5 separate regions of the Mus musculus genome follow, and all the other regions are linked to region 2. A link is a contact called in public HiCAR-type and promoter capture Hi-C data. All regions are on one chromosome and are shown on one strand. Each heading gives the region's core, a stretch centred on a gene start, on an enhancer-like site or on the middle of the called end of the contact. The rest is flanking DNA. Distances are from core to core; before and after follow the strand shown. Region 1 holds the start of Caprin2 (caprin family member 2). Region 2 holds the start of Tm7sf3 (transmembrane 7 superfamily member 3). Region 3 holds the start of Dennd5b (DENN/MADD domain containing 5B). Region 4 holds the start of Amn1 (antagonist of mitotic exit network 1). Region 5 holds the start of 2610017A05Rik (a long non-coding RNA gene).

Region 1 (2,700 bases), core at 142-2,641, 2.3 Mb before region 2:
AACAGACAACATAGTGTTTGTCTAATATTCAAGTTGCAGGTATAGTTCAGAGATTCAAAGCTAAAATACAACATTAAAGAACATAATAGGACAGGGAGGAGAGATGACTCAGTGGTTAAGAGCACTGGCTGCTCTTCCACAGGCCCTCCCTGGGCTCAATTCCCTGCACCCACGTGGTGGTTCACAACTGTTTATAACTCCAGTTCCAGGGTATCCAACACCCTTTTCTGACCTACAGCAGGAACCAGGCAACCATGTACATAAACATACATGCAGGTAAACATGTAATAGGTAACAAGAAGTGCCAAAGCCAAGGTGATTTTTGGGTGGTCTTGTCCAGACTTTCCATTTATTTACTTGATTATGCTTTTGACTGCCCTGTTCTAAATAATTACCCTTGCCTCAAGGATAGGACTTAAAACCAATTCTATTTGGTAAAATACTTGGGCACAAGTTTTAATTTATTAACTTTATTATTTTATTTAGTTTATGAGGTAGTGTTTTTTGTTTAGGTCTGTTCCTGCCTCCCTGGTATTAGGGAGTAATCTACCCCTAAAACCTCATTTGATACAGGAACTACCACCAGTCCTTCAGAAGCTGACATTCTTCCTGTTTTCTGTTAACTTTATGCAACCCAACAAATAACTTTTTTTTGTTGTTGTTTTTTTTTTCTTTTTTTCGAGACAGGGTTTCTCTGTGTAGCCCTGGCTGTCCTGGAACTCACGCTGTAGACCAGGCTGGCCTCGAACTCAGAAATCTGCCTGCCTCTGCCTCCCGAGTGCTGGGATTAAAGGCGTGCGCCACCACTGCCCGGCCCAACAAATAATTTTAACAACTCTTTTAGTGCCAATGAAATGAATTGCTTCATAGCGACACATAGCCTTGGCGCATACCCTCCTACTACAAAGGCTGCAGTCATCTACTCTGCTGCTCTTACAGGCTGAGTCCTCTGACTCATTCTACAATGAAAAATCATCTGTGGGGCAAGGGTGCTCTTGTATTTTAGAAGTGCCCATTTAAACCATTAGAGCCTGAAGGCTGGCTTATCTGGTCATTCTGCGCAGGACTTGCTGCCTCTTTTCCAAGAATTGAAATCATCTGCACCAGTGCTGGCTGAAACAAGCGGGCCCATCCATGCTACCAGGTGCAGTATCTCACACCAGCCTCAGGCGCAACAGAGAAGCGCAGGGAAGGTACGCGCCAAGCGCAGGCTTGCAGAGAGGGGCACCGGAAAGGACCTGTCCCTCGCAGGTCCCGGGTACCGGAAAAGGGCGGACTGTGGTGGTCTAGCGCACGAGAGGGGAGTGGGAGGGGACACCGGAAGGCGAAGCCTCCGAGGGGAGCTCGCGTGCTAGAGGGCGGGGCAGAGGACCGGAAATAGGCGGGATTTGGGCGTGGTCGCGCCGTGCGCGGCCTACATAAGTTGCGCGCGCCTTGAGGGGGACAGCTTGGGCGCGAGCAGCGGAGTTGGCTGGGTGCACTGTCGGCGGTGGCCGCAGGCTAAGCTGAGGCGGGAGGAAGGGACGCGGGGGGAGAAGGGAGTGCGGGGTGGAGTTCGCCCACTTTGCAGCGCGCAGGACTCCCGCGCGCTTTCGGAGGCAGCCGGGGAGGTGAAGCAGGACGGCGGCGGGGTGGGTGGGTCTGCGCGGCCGCGGCGGGGTGGAGAAGCGTGGTGCCCCAGCATTCTGGGGTCGGGCTTCTCAGCGGCTTTGCAGAGCGCTCTGCGTCTGGTGGGCTGCGTGGGCCCTTAGACTGTGACCCTGACTGGGGCTCCTCTACTCGGGCCCTTGGGGCACTTGAACGAGCAATGGTGTCCAGGGGCTGTCTAGCTCTGGTCTTGCTCCTTACGGGCAGGATTTCTGAATAGAGTTGAAGTGTCCGACTCCTTGGTTTCCCGGTTCCTTGGTGCGGGTAGCGGAAGGCTTGCCAGTATAGGAGTGAGTGATTGTGAGTTACTGTAAACACAACTGGAAGCCACCTCGGCGTACAGTTTGTGAGACTTGGCAGCAGTGTCCAGGGGGATGCACTTGGTTAGGTCCTGGACAGTCAAAGAGTGTTGTCATTTAGTACAAGAAACTTGGTTCACGTAGACTTTGAGATAGCTTGAAGTTGTGGCTGCAACCCTCACCCTCCGCCCCCGACCATAGAAATTATTCAGAATGAGATCAGAAGCCTTCCGCTTGCTTAGCAGTTCTCCATGTGGGGAATAGAACTTCTGGAAACATTCCTATAGTGTAAATTTTGCCTACGTATAGACTGTCTTTATTGGCTATTGCTTGTGTCAATTAACCTTAGTAGGGGAGTGGAAGTACGCTGTCTGAATCAACGTTATGTTTTGACTTCATTTCATTTTAAAGAAGCTCCTCGTTGTGCACCTTTAGTTTACATTGGTACTTAACTCCTCCTGCCCCCATCCTTTAGCCTCATCTGTTTCAGTGGTGCAACTCTCTCCATCCCTTTTCGGTTACCAGTCACCTTCAGGCCGGCCATTCAGAGGAGGGAAAAGTGGGAAGTATGAAGTCAGCCAAGTCCCAAGTGAACCAGGATCAGCAAGGGGAAAACCAGCGGGCTCTGAGCCCCCTGCAGTCTACTCTCAGTTCTGCTGCATCTCCTTCCCAGGCATATGAAACCTATATTGATAATGGACTTATATGCCTTAAACACAAAATTAGGAACATCGAGAAGAAGAAGGTAACCTTT
Region 2 (2,700 bases), core at 125-2,624:
CTGGGGGGGGGGATCATTTCACAGGGGTCACCTAAGTCCATGGAAAACACAGACATTTATGACATAGCAATAACAAAATTATAGTTATAAAGTAGCAACAAAAATAATTTTTTGGTTTGGGGTCACCATAACACGAGCTGTATTAAAGGGCTGCAGTATTAGGAAGGTTGAGAACCACTGCTGTAAGTGGTGTTGCATAGGAATGACTCCAGCACTGTCCATTATGTTAATTTGTTTACTGATTTTATCATTACTATTTTTCAACAGTCTCACTATGTATGGAGTCTGTGTTCTCCTGTTCTTGGCAAGCTTCCTACCTCAGCCTCCGAAGTGCTGGAAAAACAAGCACCAGACATCCTGCCTTTTCCATTTAAAATGTTATCAATTTATTTTAAAATAGGTTTAGGTTACAGGAAAAATTGCAAAATTTCTCATACATTTTACATCCGTTTCTATCATGGCTGTCATTGGTATCCTACATTGAGACATATCTCAGTGAAAAGAGTGCGACAGGTTATATTATTAACTCAAGTTTGTGTTATGCTTGTTTTTTTTTTTTTTTTTAAGTTTTCCCCAGTCCCCTTTTCATAAGTGCCTTTTAAGATACTAAGAATCCTATTTGTGGCTTGGGGCACCTCACTGTGCCTCAATATCTCAATAAAATATGAAATTCATTAGTGGTGGCACAAGTTTATCTTCCCAGCCCTTGGGAGGAAGTAGCGAGAGGTCAGAAGTTCAAGGTCATCTCTACTGCATAGCAGCTGGAGGTCACTCTGGATTGTGAGAGACCTAGTCTTAGGAGGGAGAGAGAGAGAGAGAGAGAGACAGAGAGAGAGAGAGAGAGAGAGAGAGAGAGAGAGAGAGAGAGAGAGAGAGAGAGAGAGAGAGAGAGAGAGAGAGAGAGAGAGAGAGAGAGAGAGAGAGAGAGAGTTATTTTGCACAATTAGAATGACAAAAAGTAGCTGGGTGGTGGTGGTGCATGCCTTTAGTACCAGCAGAGGCAGGCGATTTCTGAGTTCAAGGGCAGCCTAGTCTACAGAGTGAATTCCAGAACAGCTGGGGCTACACAGAAAAACCCTATCTTGAAAAAAAACAAGGAATAAAAGGAAAAGAAAAAAGAAAGACAGAAAGAGGAAGAAGAAAAGAGAAAGAAGAAAAAAGGAAGGAAGGAAGGAAGGAAGGAAGGAAGGAAGGAAGGAAGGAAGGAAGGAAGGAAGGAAGGAAGGAAGGAAAGAAGAAGAGAGAAAGGAAAGACACAAAAGCAAGAACTCGTCCCGGCTTGCCCCGTGAGCCCGGGGAGCCCAGAAGCCCCGGCAGGAGGCGCGCGCCCGCAAGGGCCGGCCGGGGACGCGCGCGGCTGTCGTGCCGGAAGCGCGCGCCCGGCGGGGCTGGGGCGGCAGGTGCACGCGCGGGGCCGGCGCGCTAAAGCGATGCGCGCGGGCGCTCCGGGGTAGCAAGCGACCTGGCCTGCGCGCCCCTGGCCCGCGCGCCCCGGCCCGCAGCGATGTGGCGGCTGCGCCTGCTGGTCCTAGCGGTGCTGGCGGCGGGCAGCGCCGAGGCCCAGGCGAACTCCAGCGACGGTGAGCTTCCCGAACTTGCCTCCGCTCCTGCAGCAGGGCCGCAGGCTGCCCGGCTCTGTGCAGCCCTCCCCGGTTGCAGATGCGCGTCAGGCCGCGGGTTCGGGACCGTGTCCATCCTGCCAGCGCCTGGTTTGGGCTGGGAACCGGGAAGAGATAAGTAGCCCCCTTTGAGGCATTCTTCCCGGCAGGGAGCAGCCATGTTTGTGGTTTTAATTGGACGCATTGAAACGGCCTTTTAAACTGAATTTCGGGGAGGACGCCTGTAAGCGCAGCACCCCTGAGGCTGCGACAGGAGGATTATGTGTTCGAGACCGCCCGGAGAGTGAGCGTCAGGCCCAAACTAAAACCAAACCGAACCCGTCGGCTACCGGTAGCAAAGTCCATCGAGGAACTAAGGCGTTCCACGCAGTAGCTGACTTTGATACTCCGAAATCTAGTTGCTTTTTTAACTGGGTGACGATTTGCAGTTTGAGAGGAAAAATGAGCCAGTGATGGGACGTGAAATCCTAGGTCTTGTGCTGAGAGAGAGGGGTTTAGCGACTGTTGGGCAGGAGCGGGGGCGTTAATGGGAAGCATGAAAAGCACTAATTGTGCCACGCTGGTGGTCACGTGTTGTTTCTGGCTGCGTTAAGTACATTCCTTGTTTTGAGCTCTAGACAAGTAGCAAATACAATAGTCTTCTGAGTGATGGGATCATTTCTCCTAATGTTTATCTGTGAAAAGCCAGGGATAGTACCGCACTTTAGGATCTTCGAGTACAACTAAGGCCAGTACTGAAAAGTACAAATATTTGTGTGTTAAGTGTATACACACACACACACACACACACACACACACACACACACACACACACACACACACCTATTTTCTTGAAGAAAACTCTGGCTTACAGCAGAGAGGAAGCATTGGCCTCTGGCCCTGGCTGAATGCTAGGTCCGTTTCACAGCCTGAGTACTCTAATCCTCAACGCCCCAGGAGCTAGCAATCAATCCAACCCTCTGGAGGCTCCAAATGCTCGTTTGCTACAAACGTAGCAACACCTGGTGTGTTGCCCTGCAAGTTGCATGACCCCTGCACTTCAGCAAAGCCACTTTCTGAGAGGAATATCTTGCCCCCGGGC
Region 3 (2,700 bases), core at 195-2,694, 2.5 Mb before region 2:
CTGACCTGTACATAAGCACAGAACCCCCCCCCCCACACACACACACATACATACACACACACATACACACACACACAATGTCATTTTAAAAAGTCTTTAAAATTAAAATAAGTTTGGTGAACTTATTTGATCACCAAAAAGGTTAAAGAAATGAAAGCAGAAGGAGTTGGTGTGAAAAGGAAGGAGATCAGAGGGAATGGGGTGGGACAGGGGGTACAAGAAGGTTATAAAAAGATATGATCAAAATATGTACATGAAGCTGGGTTGTGGTGGCACATGCCTTTAATCCCAGCACTGAGAAGGCAGAGGCAGGAGGATCTCTGTGTGTTTGAGGCCAGCCTGGTCTACAAATAGAGTTCTAGGACAGCGAGAGCTGTCACACAAAGAAACCCTGTCTCAAAAAACAAAACAAGAAAGTACATGTATGGAAATGTCATGATTAAATACAGTATTCTATATATGTTAATAAAACAAAACTAAATCATTACTGTTTACAATTTTATAAATCAGTTACTGCTCAAATGAACAGAAAGCATGTTTCTTGATTAGCACAAACAATAAATCAGTTTTCTGCTATATTTGACTAGCTTAGAATCTAACATCCTGCAAGAAGCCACCAACAAAAATAGAAATACTCAGTAAAATATTTTTATGTGTACTCTGTATAATAGAAGCAATAATTGCATAACATTAAATGTCCATATACATTACAGATTTCAAAGTTGGTTATTTTCCCAGTAGCACCATCCTGATACTACCTAGATTATCATCATTCTTTCCTTCACTAAAATATAAATGGCAGGTCAAGTGGGACCCAAGGTTCTATAGATACTGGAAAGAATGAACCAGGAAGCATAAATACTCCCCATCCCAAGTACAATCCAGCTAAAATGGTAAGAGAAGTCATTTCAAGGGTTCCGGAAGATTATTGGAAGGTACGATAGAAGCTAAGAGTCAATTACCCAGGTTGTTATTTACCCTCCTCATTTTTGTGTGTGTTGAGATGGAGTCTCACTAGGTAGAGAGGCTCATCTCCAACTCCGGATCCTCCTGCCTCAGTCACAGGAGTGCTGGAATTATAGATGTGAGTCACCACGTCCTGCCGGGGACTAGGATCTTAAAATGGTTTAAGCATCTGCATGACAGTTTAAAAATACGGTACAGACGTTGTGGGAAATGACCTCAGCGTGCTGTCTCCCTTTTCCAAAGCTACGTTATTGTTTAGGTTGGGTTGGGCGACATCCTCTCTGGAAGATACGATCCTGCTCTGCGGCTCGTGCTCAACCGACTGTTGGGGGCTGCACCGTGCAAGAGAGGTTTCCTCAATATTACCGCGGGTGGGCACGCACCCAGACGCGCCCCCGATCCTCCGAGCTCACTGGTGCGCGCCCCGAACCGCGCGCCACCGAGCTCTGCGGGCGCTCCCGTCGCGCAGCGCGGTTCAGTTGACCCGCGGGCGCCAGACGCTGCGCTCCAGCGGGCGCAGCCGCGGCGGCGCGGGCCTCCCTAGCTGACACTCCCCCTGCGCGCCCCTCCCCCGCCGCGGCGGAATCCCGCCCGCCCTCCGGTCCGCGCGCGAGCCCGAGGCCGCTTCCTCGGTACCAGCGTCTAGAAGGATCCCGGCCGCGGCGATTGCGCGGCCATGGGCGCGCCGGGCTCGTCCTAGGGTCGCGGCGGAGACCGCAGTCGGAGCGCCGCGGTGGCCTCCTCCGCGAGGGAAGCCTGCGACGCTTCTCAGCGAGGCTTCTCATCGGTTCACGCCGGAGAGCCTCCTCCGCGAACCCCAGCGACGGTCGCACCGGCAGCGCGGCGGGATGAGCGGTAGCAGCGCGGCGCCGGGCCCGGGCTCGGGGTCCTCCCCGGCCGCCTGTCGCTTCGCGCACTACTTCGTGCTGTGCGGGATCGATGCGGACAGCGGGCTGGAGCCCGACGAGCTGGCGGGTAAGGCCGGGCTGGCTTTGGAGGCGCTAGGGAGGCGAGGTGCGGGCTCCAGACAAAAAGTCGGCGGCTATAGCCGCGCTCCGGCTAGATGGGCACTCGTGGGCGACATAATGACATTGTTGTTAATTCCGCGCTCTGGCTAAGCCCCTGGGTGTTGGGTCCTTGTAACCGGCGCGGGTCCCCAGAGGGCCCGACCCTCCGCTGCTCGCGGGTGGCTCATGGTGCGCGGGACCGGGCTGTGCAGTGGTTCGTGAAGTTTGGCCCTGGCGGCGGATGCGGTGGTCGGCAGCTCCATGAAGGAGTCGGGACCGCGGGGCTACGGTGAGGTCCGCTCGGGCAGGAGGCCCAGCGGGATCGACCCCGACCGCTCTGGGTCGGCGCCACCCCTCCCCCTGGTTCTGCGATGACGAGCGAGTCACCCTTTGGAATCCTGTGGATTTGGCAGTGCCAGTGCCGCGAGCTAGCGAGGACCTTTGGACGCTTGGGTTGCGGCCTGATGCTTTGTTGATACCCCTGCCTGGTTCCTGAGTTGATGTAGTTGGACAATCCTCCCCAAGAGGGGCGCGCCGTGAATCACTGCCGAGGTGTCACTGGAGGAGCATGGCCCCCATTTGACGGGTTTGGTGACGCAGTGCGGGACTGAGCTGGGGAACGTACCCTGGGAACCCGGGCAGTTGAAGGATGGTAGGGACCGGGGAATGCGAAATGTAGAAAGCAGGCCGGGGAGAAATGACTGACTGAATTTTTCATTCCGCTTTC
Region 4 (2,700 bases), core at 164-2,663, 2.6 Mb before region 2:
GAATTATTCCCAAATTCTCAGACCTTAACATTCTGATCTGAAAAACAGGCCAAAGAATTTCAATTTAGAAGGATTATAATGAATATGACCTGTTGGGGTCCATGAATAGCCACACGCTGACCACTTGGACACTAATCTCAGATATGATGAAAGTTTATTGACTACTTAATTCAGGCTTATCGATTAGGGACATAGAAAGGACTTGGGAACCAGACTGTGCTACCTAGGGCAGACTGGTTATAGGAAAACCAAGTGCAGAAGACATTGTAAAGCCCCAGAGTATCATTACCTGCCGGGAGACACACACCCCCGCCCCCCCATCCGAAGTGAAATGAGACTCTCAGATCCATGCAAAAGCAAGAGGTTTATTTTTCTGGTCCGCTGGGATCGACCTTCAGCGGTCTCTCAGGCAAGAGACCAAGAGACCGGAGGCGACCCTACATACAAGCACCTTTTATACATTTTTAAGCCTATTACAGTAACAACACCTAAGCCCTTGGTGATAAGTTGTTAGGCTGACCTTTTGGCTGATTGGCTGGGCCAATATCAGATCATCCTGGGAGAGTAACTTCGTTCCCCAGAGGGCCCAGGTGGCCTTCAGCCAGGACGTTGTATGATTTTTCTGAGAAGTGTTTTGTCAGTCATTTCTGCGAAATCGTCCTGGGGTCGGGAGCGAGAAATTCTCCCTTGAGGCCTAATACCCTCTCCTGGAGCCATCTCAGGGTTCGATCAGAGTCGCTTAGTCTTATCAGTATTATGAGCTGCCCTCTAAGCTGACTGGTACTAAGTGAGATGGGTAAGGTGGTAGTTAGGGGTTTCCAGAGTATTGAGCTAACAGAGCATGAGTATTATGGAGAACGTTATGTCAGCTACGAATAATTACTTCTAGGAAGCACAATCTGAGAACCTGTACTTAATTTCACCTTATGAGCAATATGGAGACTAAAATCAAAATAGCTAGTCATGTTAAACGGAACAGGCCTTAATATGTCCCATTCCTGGAATGACCCAGGACTGCATGGTTCAGCTCTTGCTTCAGGCGCACTCTGTGGAGATGACTACTGCAGTCCTGTAAACCCCGTGTTTGAAGTCGGTGTCTGTATCTGACTAGAGACTTGGTTTGCTTCATGGGACCTGGCATCGCACCAGCAAAAGCAGTGACCTGCCATTAGCCTTTGCCTGGACAGCGACTTCTGGCGACTCTTGGGCAGGAGAAGCAGTAACTGGCAATAGCGGGCAGGAAGAACTACAAGTCCCAGGGGGCTTTGCTCCCGCTTTGGATGCCTCTACATTTTGTGCCAGTTAGTTCTGAGCAGCCCTCAGTTCTGCCCAGAGAGAGCGCTGAACTTCCTCTTCCGCTCCTAATGTGGCCACGCCCCAGGTCCAACTCTGTGACGTCATTTAGGTTTACCAGTCCTGCGCGACCGGAAGTTGGTTGTGGAGGGCCGCAACTGCCGTCCAGGCTTAAGAGGGCTTCCGCGATGCCTTTGTCCGGAGTAGTCAGTCAGCTCCTGGAACTGTGAGTCCGCCCCAGCTCCCAGTCCCTTCCCTCACGTCCTGCTGGCTCCTAGTCCTTGTCCCGGCTTTGTGTCTGGTCTCTGAGGACTGTGGTGCACCGTGGGGCTGGCGGCTCCACCCGATGGCCTGTCTCAGGTGGGCGTTGAGGGTGAAGGCAGAACAAAAGAAACCTGGAGCCAGGCTGGACCAACAAACCTCCACTAATACCGGCGTGACTCGCTAGCTTTGGGACCATGAACAGTAACAATCTCTCCCGATTGTACAGGAGAGCTTTCTAAAATTCGGATAACAGTAGGGCGTGGCAGTTCACGCCTATAATCCCAGCTATCCGGAAACTGAAACAGGATTGCCACAAATTCGAAGCTAACGGGGTAATGTTGTAATACACACGCATACCCAAGCAAATCGCGTATTAGTACCTGTCTCAAGGAGTCTTTGTAAGAATCAGCTTAACATATGTAAAGCCCTTAATCCAAACACTTCTTGAGAATTCAAGTTGAAGTTCAAGGCTCTTCAGCCATATAGTGAGTTAGAGGCAGGCTTTAGTATTACTTGTTATTTCTATTTTTAGAAAGAAAAACTATTAACAGAAAAGCAGGAATGGTTTAACAATTGGAAACTACAAAGACTACATTGGTTCCGTTGTTGACTTAACAGTACATAAACAAATGTTATTTCTTGCCTAAGTTCCAGCTTTTTCTTCTGTATTGTTTTGTTGCTATTTATTTTTCCTTGAGACAGTCTCATGTAGCCTATGCTGGCCTAGAACACATTGTGTGTGTAGCCAAGGATAACTTTAAACTTCTGATCCTTCTTCATTCATTTCCTGAATGTTGAGATTACAGACACACACTATATTATTCCCAGTTTACCTCAGCCTCCTGAGCCCGAGGCAAGCATAATGCCAACTCAGTTATATCCCCAACCCTTTTGTTTTGAGACAGAATCTTATGTAGCACAGGCTGGCCTCAGACCCACAATGTCAGGCTAACCTTGAACTCTTGAGTCTTCTGCCCCAGCCTTCCAAATGCTGAGATTATAGACTTGAGTTATCAGCACCAGCTTTGGCTTTGGCTTTTTGAGGACAGGGTCTCATGTAGCATAACAGGCTAGAAATTCATTGTGTGGCAAAGGATGTCCCTGAACTTCAAGATCCTTCTTGCTTGTACCCATAGAGTTCTG
Region 5 (2,700 bases), core at 115-2,614, 2.2 Mb before region 2:
GAGCTTGATCTTTCTCAGTAGTTCAGTCCTGTAGCAATCACCAAATAAGACTCAGCAGCTGCAGACCAGTTCTCTAGGCAGGCAGACACTAGGCAGGAACCAGAAGCTGTTGTTCAATCCTGAAGAAATTGCCAGGTTCACCAGCAGAAGCTACTAGCTGCTGCAGGAACTTCACAAGCAGTTCTTGGACGAATTTTTCTCAGTGCTGGTGTTACCACAAGTTGAACGCAACAATAGAAGGCTCATAGAGTGTTAGCAAGGCAGAGCAAACCAACGCTCATTGCTTGTTTCCCACTGTCTTTGGGGGTCATATTTATACTCCTTCATCAAGCATCCTTTCACGTGTTTGCTATATCAAGACATCCTTTCACCTGTGTCTGCTAGAGGAAAAACTTTTTTCCTGTGTCTGCTCCAGCAAAATATCCTTTTACCTGTGTCTGCTTTAGCACTGACATCCACCTGTGTGCTCCTGCAAACCATCATTTGACATAACTTTCCAAAGAAACTAGATGTTTCCACTCAAAGGTCTATTAGAGTTGATATCATAAGTAAAGGAAATTGGGGGTGCAGGTAGCAAAGGTAACATTTCAAATTGAAAATGCATTTTTCATTCTGATGGCTGTGTGCATAATGGACTGAAATGGGCATTGCTGGAAGCAATCAGTCATATAGCATACATCCTGTCTCATTTTCTACACTGTTCTTAAATTTAATTGAACCAATACATCGTAATTATATGCTCCTTGGAGGATCACATCTCAGCAGCATTTGCCCACAATCATCTTTACTTTATGTTTTGTATGCTTTGCAGTTGTAGATGGAAACAGCATAACCCTTCTTGCCTTTCACAGTGAAAGTCTGGACATTTTGGGCACTTTTGGTCATATAGTTTCCTTGACTACTGCATTTTTGTGTTTTTACACTCTAAAGAGAAACACACACACACACACACACACACACACACATTTGATTATCTATTAGATTTTGAGTTTTCATACATACAAACCTGCATTAAATTTTATCTTGTTATTATAACATGGTGCCTGTCTGTAAACATTTTTAACAAATGTTCAAAGAATGAATGGCAGGATAAAGGGTGGCGCTCAAACATTAAAGGAAACCTCTTCTGTAAGCTACGTAAGTTCAGGATTCCAGTAAGTTTGTCTTGAAACAGCTCAGTTGTGATGTTCAGAGTTCTCGAACAAAAAGTACCACTCCCTTTAGATATGCCTAATTTGCAACAACTGTAAATAGATGCCAGGCCAATTAACTTACTTTGGTCACACCAGTGGGTGGACAAGCTAGGATTTCCGTACCGCATCATGGCGGCCGTCTGCGGGAGTCTGGTGTTTGGAACAAACTTGAGCGACTTCCTGTAGCAGCACCGCTGTGCAATGAATGCCGGCTCCTGAGACGAGCATCATGGCGTCTCTGGCGGGTGCTGGTCAGTGCAGCACGCCAGGGGAAGAGGCAGCCGTAAAGGAGTCTCCGTTTCCTCTTCCACCTCCCACCGGCTGTCGTAAAAGGTGAATGGAGAGAGAGTTGTCGGGGGGAAGGAGGGAGGACAGGGGGCGCGGAGTCAGAGTGGCGCAGCAAGTAGCTGCAGGCGGTGGTGGCAGCGGCAGGGGGTGGGGGTGAGGTGGTCCCCTGAGGTAGAGGGGGCCAAAAAGGGCCAGGAGACATCCCGGCTGCAACCCGGCCTGCTGGCTCTGGGACCCGAGCTCCCGCCCGCGGACATGGACCTCAATCGGATCATCCAGGCGCTGAAGGGCACTATCGACCCAAAGCTGAGAATTGCAGCTGAGACGGAGCTTAACCAGGTGAGCGAGGGGCTGCCCCTCTTTCTCTTTTTCCTACTCTTCTCCCTTCTCTCCCTCTCTCCTCCAACCCCAGCCTGAGACCAGGACCCCTGCGGAGCAACTGGAGCACCTGTTGGCTATCTGTCCTTTTCTTGGTGCACTTGCTCAGTTCTCTTGGACACATAGCACAAAGAAGCTACGAAACCATTGATAGTGGTCTTTGGGTGTGTTTTCTTTTCCTTTAATGCGCTTACGTGGAGACGCGGTGGGAAAATTCACCAAAGCTAAGCTAGCTTTTCTCCGGACCCGCCCTTTTCAGGTGTTGCTGTCGGAAACCCTGCCCCTCGCCTGCTTCTGGCGGTGGCAGTGTGGATCATGGCACAGTATTGCTGGAGCGCTGGGCAGCACTGTCCGAGAGAGTTCTAGGAAGGGCACGCGGTTTCCCCGTACCATTTCAAAGACTGGGCCGGCCAGTAATACAATATTTGAGGCATTTCTTTGGAATACTGAAATGTGTGTGACTTTGCTTTAGCTGCTTTCCATTTTTCTAAGCAGTCTAGACATTCATTGTTCCAGTGTTACTCTCGTCTTTTTTTTTTTTTTTTTTTTTTTTTTTTGTCCATACCATACTTCTCCCTCCTCCTCCTTTTTTTTCTTCCTTTCATTTCAGAGACAGGGTCTCACTGTGTAGTTCTGGTTAACCTGGAATTCTGTGTTAAACAGGCTGGTTTGGAACTCATAAATCTGCCTGTTGCTTCTGCCTCTGCCTCTAGTCTGCTGGGTTTAAAGGTGTGTGTTACCACATCTGGCCCAACCTTTCAGAATTGTAATATCACAAGCTCTGGTTCTGCTCATGTAAGAGGGACTATCATCCTCTTACTAAAATGTACAAATTAAAATT

What was found. Promoter capture Hi-C pulls out the DNA fragments that hold promoters and counts their contacts. HiCAR-type assays count read pairs that join an accessible place to other places.
Region 1: a promoter capture Hi-C map of embryonic stem cells shows a contact between it and region 2, with 4 times the contacts expected there. The contact joins the promoter of Caprin2 here to the promoter of Tm7sf3 in region 2. A contact is called at or near these places in 1 of 39 promoter capture datasets (embryonic stem cells) and 1 of 115 datasets of contacts at active chromatin or transcription factors (astrocytes).
Region 3: a HiCAR-type map of astrocytes shows a contact between it and region 2, with 6 times the contacts expected there. The contact joins the promoter of Dennd5b here to the promoter of Tm7sf3 in region 2. A contact is called at or near these places in 2 of 39 promoter capture datasets (cranial neural crest and hippocampal neurons) and 1 of 115 datasets of contacts at active chromatin or transcription factors (astrocytes).
Region 4: a contact with region 2 is called in a HiCAR-type map of astrocytes, with 5 times the contacts expected there. The contact joins the promoter of Amn1 here to the promoter of Tm7sf3 in region 2. A contact is called at or near these places in 2 of 115 datasets of contacts at active chromatin or transcription factors (astrocytes and large pre-B cells).
Region 5: a contact with region 2 is called in a promoter capture Hi-C map of embryonic stem cells, with 6 times the contacts expected there. The contact joins the promoter of 2610017A05Rik here to the promoter of Tm7sf3 in region 2. A contact is called at or near these places in 1 of 39 promoter capture datasets (embryonic stem cells) and 2 of 115 datasets of contacts at active chromatin or transcription factors (astrocytes and embryonic forebrain).

Annotation. Positions count from the first base shown.
Region 1 is chr6:148,894,928-148,897,627 of GRCm38.p6, reverse strand. It overlaps Caprin2 (caprin family member 2), which reads left to right and starts at 1,391. Exons shown (of 19, transcript NM_181541.4): 1 at 1,391-1,610; 2 at 2,472-2,691. The coding sequence starts at 2,515.
Region 2 is chr6:146,633,266-146,635,965 of GRCm38.p6, reverse strand. It overlaps Tm7sf3 (transmembrane 7 superfamily member 3), which reads left to right and starts at 1,374. Exons shown (of 12, transcript NM_026281.2): 1 at 1,374-1,580. The coding sequence starts at 1,505.
Region 3 is chr6:149,100,424-149,103,123 of GRCm38.p6, reverse strand. It overlaps Dennd5b (DENN/MADD domain containing 5B), which reads left to right and starts at 1,444. Exons shown (of 21, transcript NM_177192.3): 1 at 1,444-1,941. The coding sequence starts at 1,815.
Region 4 is chr6:149,187,425-149,190,124 of GRCm38.p6, reverse strand. It overlaps Amn1 (antagonist of mitotic exit network 1), which reads left to right and starts at 1,413. Exons shown (of 7, transcript NM_001113424.1): 1 at 1,413-1,519. The coding sequence starts at 1,482.
Region 5 is chr6:148,830,284-148,832,983 of GRCm38.p6, reverse strand. It overlaps 2610017A05Rik (a long non-coding RNA gene), which reads right to left and starts at 1,364. Exons shown (of 2, transcript XR_869626.1): 1 at 1,276-1,364; 2 at 1-119. It overlaps Ipo8 (importin 8), which reads left to right and starts at 1,517. Exons shown (of 25, transcript NM_001081113.1): 1 at 1,517-1,820. The coding sequence starts at 1,737.